2 separate regions of the Mus musculus genome follow, and region 2 is linked to region 1. The links are chromatin contacts, called in public HiChIP or PLAC-seq maps. All regions are on one chromosome and are shown on one strand. Each heading gives the region's core, a stretch centred on a gene start, on an enhancer-like site or on the middle of the called end of the contact. The rest is flanking DNA. Distances are from core to core; before and after follow the strand shown. Region 1 overlaps Pkib (protein kinase inhibitor beta, cAMP dependent, testis specific). Region 2 holds the start of Smpdl3a (sphingomyelin phosphodiesterase, acid-like 3A).

What was found. HiChIP or PLAC-seq counts read pairs in DNA pulled down with a chosen protein or histone mark.
Region 2: an H3K4me3 HiChIP or PLAC-seq map of bone marrow-derived macrophages shows a contact between it and region 1, with 2.3 times the contacts expected there. The contact joins the promoter of Smpdl3a here to the enhancer-like site in region 1. A contact is called at or near these places in 6 of 39 promoter capture datasets (3T3-L1-derived adipocytes, embryonic stem cells, liver and 3 more), 6 of 484 Hi-C or Micro-C datasets (Kupffer cells, LSK cells, bone marrow-derived macrophages and 2 more), 3 of 115 datasets of contacts at active chromatin or transcription factors (bone marrow-derived macrophages, embryonic stem cells and thymic regulatory T cells) and 5 of 9 other capture datasets (adipose tissue, embryonic stem cells, liver and 2 more).

Annotation. Positions count from the first base shown.
Region 1 is chr10:57,726,650-57,730,008 of GRCm38.p6, reverse strand. It overlaps Pkib (protein kinase inhibitor beta, cAMP dependent, testis specific), which reads right to left. Exons shown (of 5, transcript NM_001039051.2): 4 at 1,743-1,919. The coding sequence starts at 1,911. Among named protein-coding and RNA genes, the nearest start is that of Fabp7, 57 kb to the left of the region's middle. Within about 2 kb of position 2,103, at least 95 of the 459 cell types and tissues checked have an H3K27ac peak or open chromatin away from gene starts, as enhancers often do. A contact at or near this core is called in Kupffer cells, bone marrow-derived macrophages, macrophages and 2 more, where this site is marked.
Region 2 is chr10:57,793,064-57,796,282 of GRCm38.p6, reverse strand. Smpdl3a (sphingomyelin phosphodiesterase, acid-like 3A) reads right to left here and starts at 1,739. Exons shown (of 8, transcript NM_020561.2): 1 at 1,499-1,739. The coding sequence starts at 1,601.

The DNA of each region.
Region 1 (3,359 bases), core at 854-3,353:
ACACTAAGTGGGAATTCCTCTCTGGAGGTAACCAATTCTCTCTCAGTGGGCACTGTCCTCCCAAAGCTCAACCTAATGAAATTAGGTAGAAGAACTTTCCCTCTGCCTTGGTACATAAACTGATGTTGTCATTGTGCTGGTTTTGTTTGAGAAAATCTTATACTGTAGCTAGCACAGGCTATCCTGGAACCTACTTTTATTATAGCATATTTGAGCCTGTTTCTAGTTAGAATATGACTCACTCCTAAGCTATCCATTTAATCCTCCTGGCTGAAGTACATGTATGCCCCTTAGTACACACATTTAATTCTAAGCAATGAAGGTAAAGTTACTTCATAAAGAAAGCAAGCACCCACATTTGAATGTGATGTCTAATTGAGTAGCAGACAAAGTGATGAATCAGAGAAAGATTTGACAGAATAGAATATGCCCAACTCTCAGGAGAAGAGGAAGGAAAAGGAAGCAACTTAAGGGAGAGACGGACAGTACAGGAGGAAGGGAGTACAGAGCAGGAATACAGTAGAGTTCCTGGAGAGCTGTACAGTACAGTTGAGAGGGAGAGTAGAGCAGCACAGAGAGGGAAAAGGAGGCTAATTTTACCAGGATAGTTTTACAGAGACAAATTGAAGAAAGAACAAGCTGGACACAGGTAAAGACAGAATGAGCAAGAGAATGAGAAGGATGGAGAAGGCTAAAAAAGATTGCTAGAGTTAGTTTCAGTCCAAACAGCAATTCTGGAGAAAACAAGAGAAGCCAGACTAGGAGAGGAGTTTGAGCCTGAACAGTTGAGTTGAACCAGCCAGAGCTCAAAAAGAACTAGAAAGGGTAAGCTTATTCAGCAGTAAGTCTCAGAGGCTGAAAACATTCTAGATAAGATTGTACAGAGGCTAGAAACTTCCAGGACTAGGCCTAGGTTAGCAGACTGAGACAGTAAGCATCCCAGATGACAATTATACAGGAGAATAAAATATATGTTACACTGTGTATTCCAGGGTAGCAACCATCTAATAGCAATCCTCCTGCCTCTGCCTTACAAGTTATTCTGATTTCAGTGATGGGTGCTCTGATTTCTACTGTACTGTAGTCACTGATGAACTTTCTACAAAGCACCCATTCCAGTTTTCTGATAAAGCATAGCATTCTTAGACTATATATTTATTCATTAAAAATCTAGCACTCTTGTTGTACTATAAAAATCTGTGACAGTAGGAGTTTACATCTGCCCTACTCATCACTGGAGTTCTTTGCATTTAGCAGTCATGAAATTGAATGGTAGGCAACATAGCAATGATAGAAGTAAGAAAGGATACCTTGTGACTGGGATCGCCTCCCACTGCCTCTTGTAATGTTAGAAGATACAGAGGGCACTAGCTTCTGTATTAGGTTCTCAAACTATAACTGGCAGATTGAGACAGGTAATGAGCTATTATGAGTCTCAGTACTCAGATCCAATGCAAGGATTAATAGTCATGGCCACCTAATTAATTCTGTACTGGAGGTGGAACCTAGAATCCTATCATGTGATCATGCACATCCAATAGACAGAGCACCAATTTTTATGTTCACCCTTAGGACATGAAATTGCCTAGTTTCAGAAAGGCATAGAAATGCACTTGAACCTGAGAGCTTTTGGTCAAGAAGAAAAGCGATCGGCTATAACTAGTTAAAAGGCTGCTCCAGAGAAAAAGATTGAAAAAGAGAGACAAAGCGAGGGTTTTATTTCCAGGAATTAGGAGTTTTACCTTCCTTCACGGCCAACGCTTCCAGTTTCAGTGGAAGATCAGAGGATCCACTTGTAGCCAGTGAACTCTGGATGTCGGGTAAGGCATTGCGGCGGCCTGCCCTTGCTGAGGACGCAAAGCTGGTGATCACAGATTCCACATCAGTCATCTCTGATGAATCTGTCCTCATCACAGAATCTATAGATAGAATGTACACATTAAAAAATGTGCTATTCAGAAGTAAAAAGGGTCACCTCAAAGACCAATGGCTACATCAAAACCGCTACAGGCTTGGAGAGCTGATCTCGGGTGGCACAATAGCAGTGTCTGTGCCTTGGCTCTAAGATGCCCACGTGAGCATTTGCTGAATAGGGCAGGAAGTACTTCTGTGAACCAGATTGCTATAAATAACCCCGGATCCCAAAGCAACACTTGAACGCTTGAGGGTGTAGTAGGCCTGAACATTTTTTGTTCTGCTTTTTCTATGAAAGAATCAGCCAACCCGGGGTTTGGCAACCAATGCGACAGACTGGAGTGGCCACTCCCAGAGTATTTGTTTGTGGTACTTATTTGAGCTGAAACCAAATCACTGTAATTGTGGGGAATAAACAAAGCACGTTTCCTTATTCTTTAGAAATAAACCCTATTTTATGTCTGAGGCTTTCCCCTCCACAGTTGTGACGTCATTTGTGCTGATTCAGATAGGTTTCAGTATGCTCAGGTTTATGCTAGACACAGTTTTGCTTGCCTTTGAGTGGACACAGTTCATTGCTAGTCATAGGAATGACTTACAGTAGTCCTTAGTAGTAATGCTTCTCTGACAACTCTTCAGAAACCATTTGTTGTATAGGAGGTAGCAGTTATTATATATCCTGAAAAAAATCTAAACTCACTGTCTTTCAACTAAGATTTTTTTTTCTAAGTCTTCCTAAAAATTGATATTGAGCTGTAACTCAGAAGTTGTGATGGCAGAAGGAATTTGCTGAATTTGCTGAGTAGGTAGCAAGGTCATGTGCTAGCAAGGCCTTGCTCTGTGTGTGTGTGTGTGTGTGTGTGTGTGTTCAGGGTTGGTTTTTTTTTTTTTTTTTTTTTTTTACTTTTTACTGGTTCTTTATGAATTTCACATCATGTACCCCAATCCCACTCATCTGTCCCTCCCTTTATACTCACCCTCCAACCTTGCACCCTTCCCCGCCAACAGAGGAAAAAGACATCTTGTAGAAGCTCTACTGTGTCGCAGTGTGTCCCACAGTATACCCTTTTGTCCATACTACTTTGCTTGCAAATGTTCACTGAAACTACCTCTCATAGGTGGTGAGGGACATCTCTCCCTCATCCATGCACCACAAGAAGACAAGAGGCAGGACCAGCTCTCCTGTCTTCACCCCCTTGGGCCTGATCACCTATAATCCCCATGTCTGGCACCAGCTCTTCTGTGATGCCCTGATGAGGTGCAGAGCCCGCTCTCCCAAGTGCTGCAGCAGGTGAGGAGCAGGGCCCACTCTGCTCTTCTTTTCTCATGACTCCACGGCCAGCTCTCCCACCAGTCACTAGTCATAAGGGACAAAGACTTAGGGTTGGGGAGAGTATCTCTTTCTAGCCCATGTTGCCTCAAGGCAGAAAAGTTATTGGTCCAGC
Region 2 (3,219 bases), core at 490-2,989, 67 kb before region 1:
TTAAACACAGTTAGGAAACAAGCAGAGGCCAGGCTGGGTGGAAGTTGTGGAGGGAAGTGCAAAGGGGCCAGGGGGAGAGAGGCCTTCTAGTCAAGTGGAAAGCAGGTAAAATAATCCATGCAATGTGAAACCAGAGTCAACAGGTCTGGTTATTCTCTCTCCCTCCCGCTACCAAAACAGGAAGGTATCAGAAGGAGAGTCACATGATCACGGGCAAAGTTTTATGACTTCTTTCAGCAATTAATTCATTAAAACCAAAGGCGAATTTACCTGTGGTGCAGCCTGAGACATTTCCAGGTCAAAATCCGGAGCAGTCACAAATTTAAAATAGCACAATTCCAGCAATATAAAAACACGAGGCAGCCACATATGTACACATTCTGGGGGCTATTTCTGTTACAGGTGTTATTTGCCAGAGTTGACAAACCGGACATACAGCTGTGGCTTGCAAAAGCTTGACAGCTAAGTCAGGTGTACTTCACTCATAAGCAAGGAGAAGGGATTCCCTGGACCCCATTCAGGGAAGTCCTGTGCAGATCAGAGGCAGGCATGGAGAGGAGGCAGACAGCAGGAGAGTTTCAGTTCTGAGCACAGGTGAAAGTCTCAAGGATAGCTCTCTCTGCAAATCAAAACAAACCCCCCAACTAGAGCAATTATTTTTAAACGGAGCTAGGGAGATGGGGGAGGGGAGCGTCACCTTAAGTTTTAAAACCCAGAAGGCAACCTACAGTCTTACTAAACATTCAGTCTGGACGGGGATTTTCTAATTTGAGAGGGATGAAGAGTGTTAAACTGTGCCCAGGAATCCATTCCCACCGGTCTGGATCCAGTAATTTTGGAGTGGGGCTTAACTTACCGATTTTTTTTTTTCCCACCAAGTTTGGCAGCTGCTACTGCTGGGTGGAAGGAGACTGAGGGGGCAGGGCAGGGCAGGGCAGGCCAAGATTGCAGAAACAGAGTAATAGGCTCCCGGTAAACAGAACACACCACAAACGCAAGACCCCAAGTGCACCAAGGGCTGCGGAAGGGCTCAGGGGTTTTATGTTAAGAACGAAAGAGACCAGACGCCTCGGAGACCTGAAGAGGCAGAATTAGGCTCCGACGTCACTGAGCAGAACAGAATAGGACTGAAGCTACATCCAGGTGTAGGGACCCTGTAGGTCCTCCTCTGCTCTGGGCAGACTAGGTGACTCCGGGAATGCCCACAGCCAATTCTGAGCGGCATTTCCCACCAGACAACAGCTTCAGACTTTCCTCCCCTGGGAACTAAACCACCCAGACCCGGGATGTAAACAAACGCCCAGCAGGCGGCTCGGCTCCATACTGGCGCCCACGGGGCGCCCCCACCATGACTCAGACCCAGTGACCTTGCTGTCTGGCCTTTGGCCACAGTGACCAGTGTGGCGGCGTCCTGTGCCCCGCTGCCTACGCACCCGGCACCTTCATGACTTCGCCGACCCCCTCCACCGTCCTGTGCAGTCCCGATCGGTCCACTCACCCACAGCTGGGGCGCGATCCGCCGGCGCCAGGGGCACCCCGAGCCCCGGGCCGCAGAGCCAGGCAACCAGTAGGCAGCAAAGGAAGTTGCCCAGCAACGCCATGGTGGAGGCCACTGCCCCAGGACGCTAGACTGGAGCTTGGGCGCCGCTGAGACCCGCAGGCCCTAGGGGTGGAGAGGAAGCCAGAGCCTTTCCTTGTGTTGACGCCCAGCAAGCAGATCACGTGTAATATTAGATTCCCCTGAGCACGAGTTCTTCTGACCTTCTGGACTCCTTTATTTTAATATGCTTCCTTAATTTCTTAGGTCAATGGGAAACAATGTTCTTGCTCCAACCCCGTATTGTTTCCTTCCCTGAACCCCAGGAGCGCCTACCTGACAGGGCCATTTAGCAGAGGTACTTGAAAAGGCAGGAGAACCCTGAATCATAGTTAAGACAAACGAGTACAAGAATGGGTTTGGATTTCCTCAATGGTTTCGCTACCTGGGATTTATGACAGAAATGTAAACTCCCAAGCCTCAGGCCACCGCTGATAAATGAACAGATTAGCTGGGCTGGCCATGTGTGGCTTCATAGTACTCCAAGGTGATAGATAGGTGGAGTCGGCAAACTATGTCCCAGGTTCACCAGGCTGAACGTTTTCCTTTCCACAACTGAGTTAAGCACGTCCTCATGCAACCTACCTGGTAAATACAAATAGAGACTGTTGATTTTTCTATTCCAAAAGTTTTATAAGTATTGGCAAAGACACCAAAACCCACAGACTGTGTGTAATATGTATTCTTTGTTCTCTCTCTAGGAATTTATGAGAATGCGCTCTCTTTATAATATAGCCAACAACTTTAATTTATAAAACGTAGGGTGTCTTTGGAGAAGAGCAAACCTTTGAGAGATGCTGACCTCATAAAAGATGTGAGCTGTGGCGTCTTGAGGAAGCCGTGCTGTGTTAAAAGGTCCTGACAAAATACTATGCTTTAGCTGAGTTCAAGGTACTTATTATGGGAAGATGGGTGTTTTAGGTGGACACCCACATTGTCTTGGGATACCATGGCCTCTTTAATACTCAAATGCCTTAATTTGTGTATCTAGCATACCATTTTCATGATTAAAAGAGTATCTCTGTCACTAAGCTTAAATGGTTTTTCAATATCCTCCAACTATAGAATTAAGAATACTACATTGAAACTTTATAGTTTACCTACTTAGATTTACATTCTTTGTAATAGGAACATATCTGGTAAGTGTATTGATTTATTATTTTCTTTGTTCTATAACTGTAAGTTTCTGTAACCTATTCCATGTTGAAACAGTCATTTAGAGAAACCAGGATCTGTGTTCTTAGCCTAGGATCACACATATTTGGCTTAGGATACATTATTTTTGTATTTTCTTTAGGTACTTTTACCATTATATTTTACAAATATATTTATTTTCCATCAGAGGAAAAAAACTTTGTTTTATATCTGCATGATTTAGACATTATATCTTGTGAATAAATTTTTTTTAATGGACACTAAGTTTCCTTTCAGATCCTGGTAGACTCCTCCAAGTTTTGCTACATCATTGGGGTGATTCAGAGCAGTTCAAGAACCATGCATGCTTCCCTGCAACAGACATGGTCACTTCTGCAATTTCTCAGTCTACAGTCTAAAGAGTACAGGGAAAGTAAAGCCGGGAAATGGTGGTGAGCTTGAAATGCAGAAATGGATCAGCAAGATAG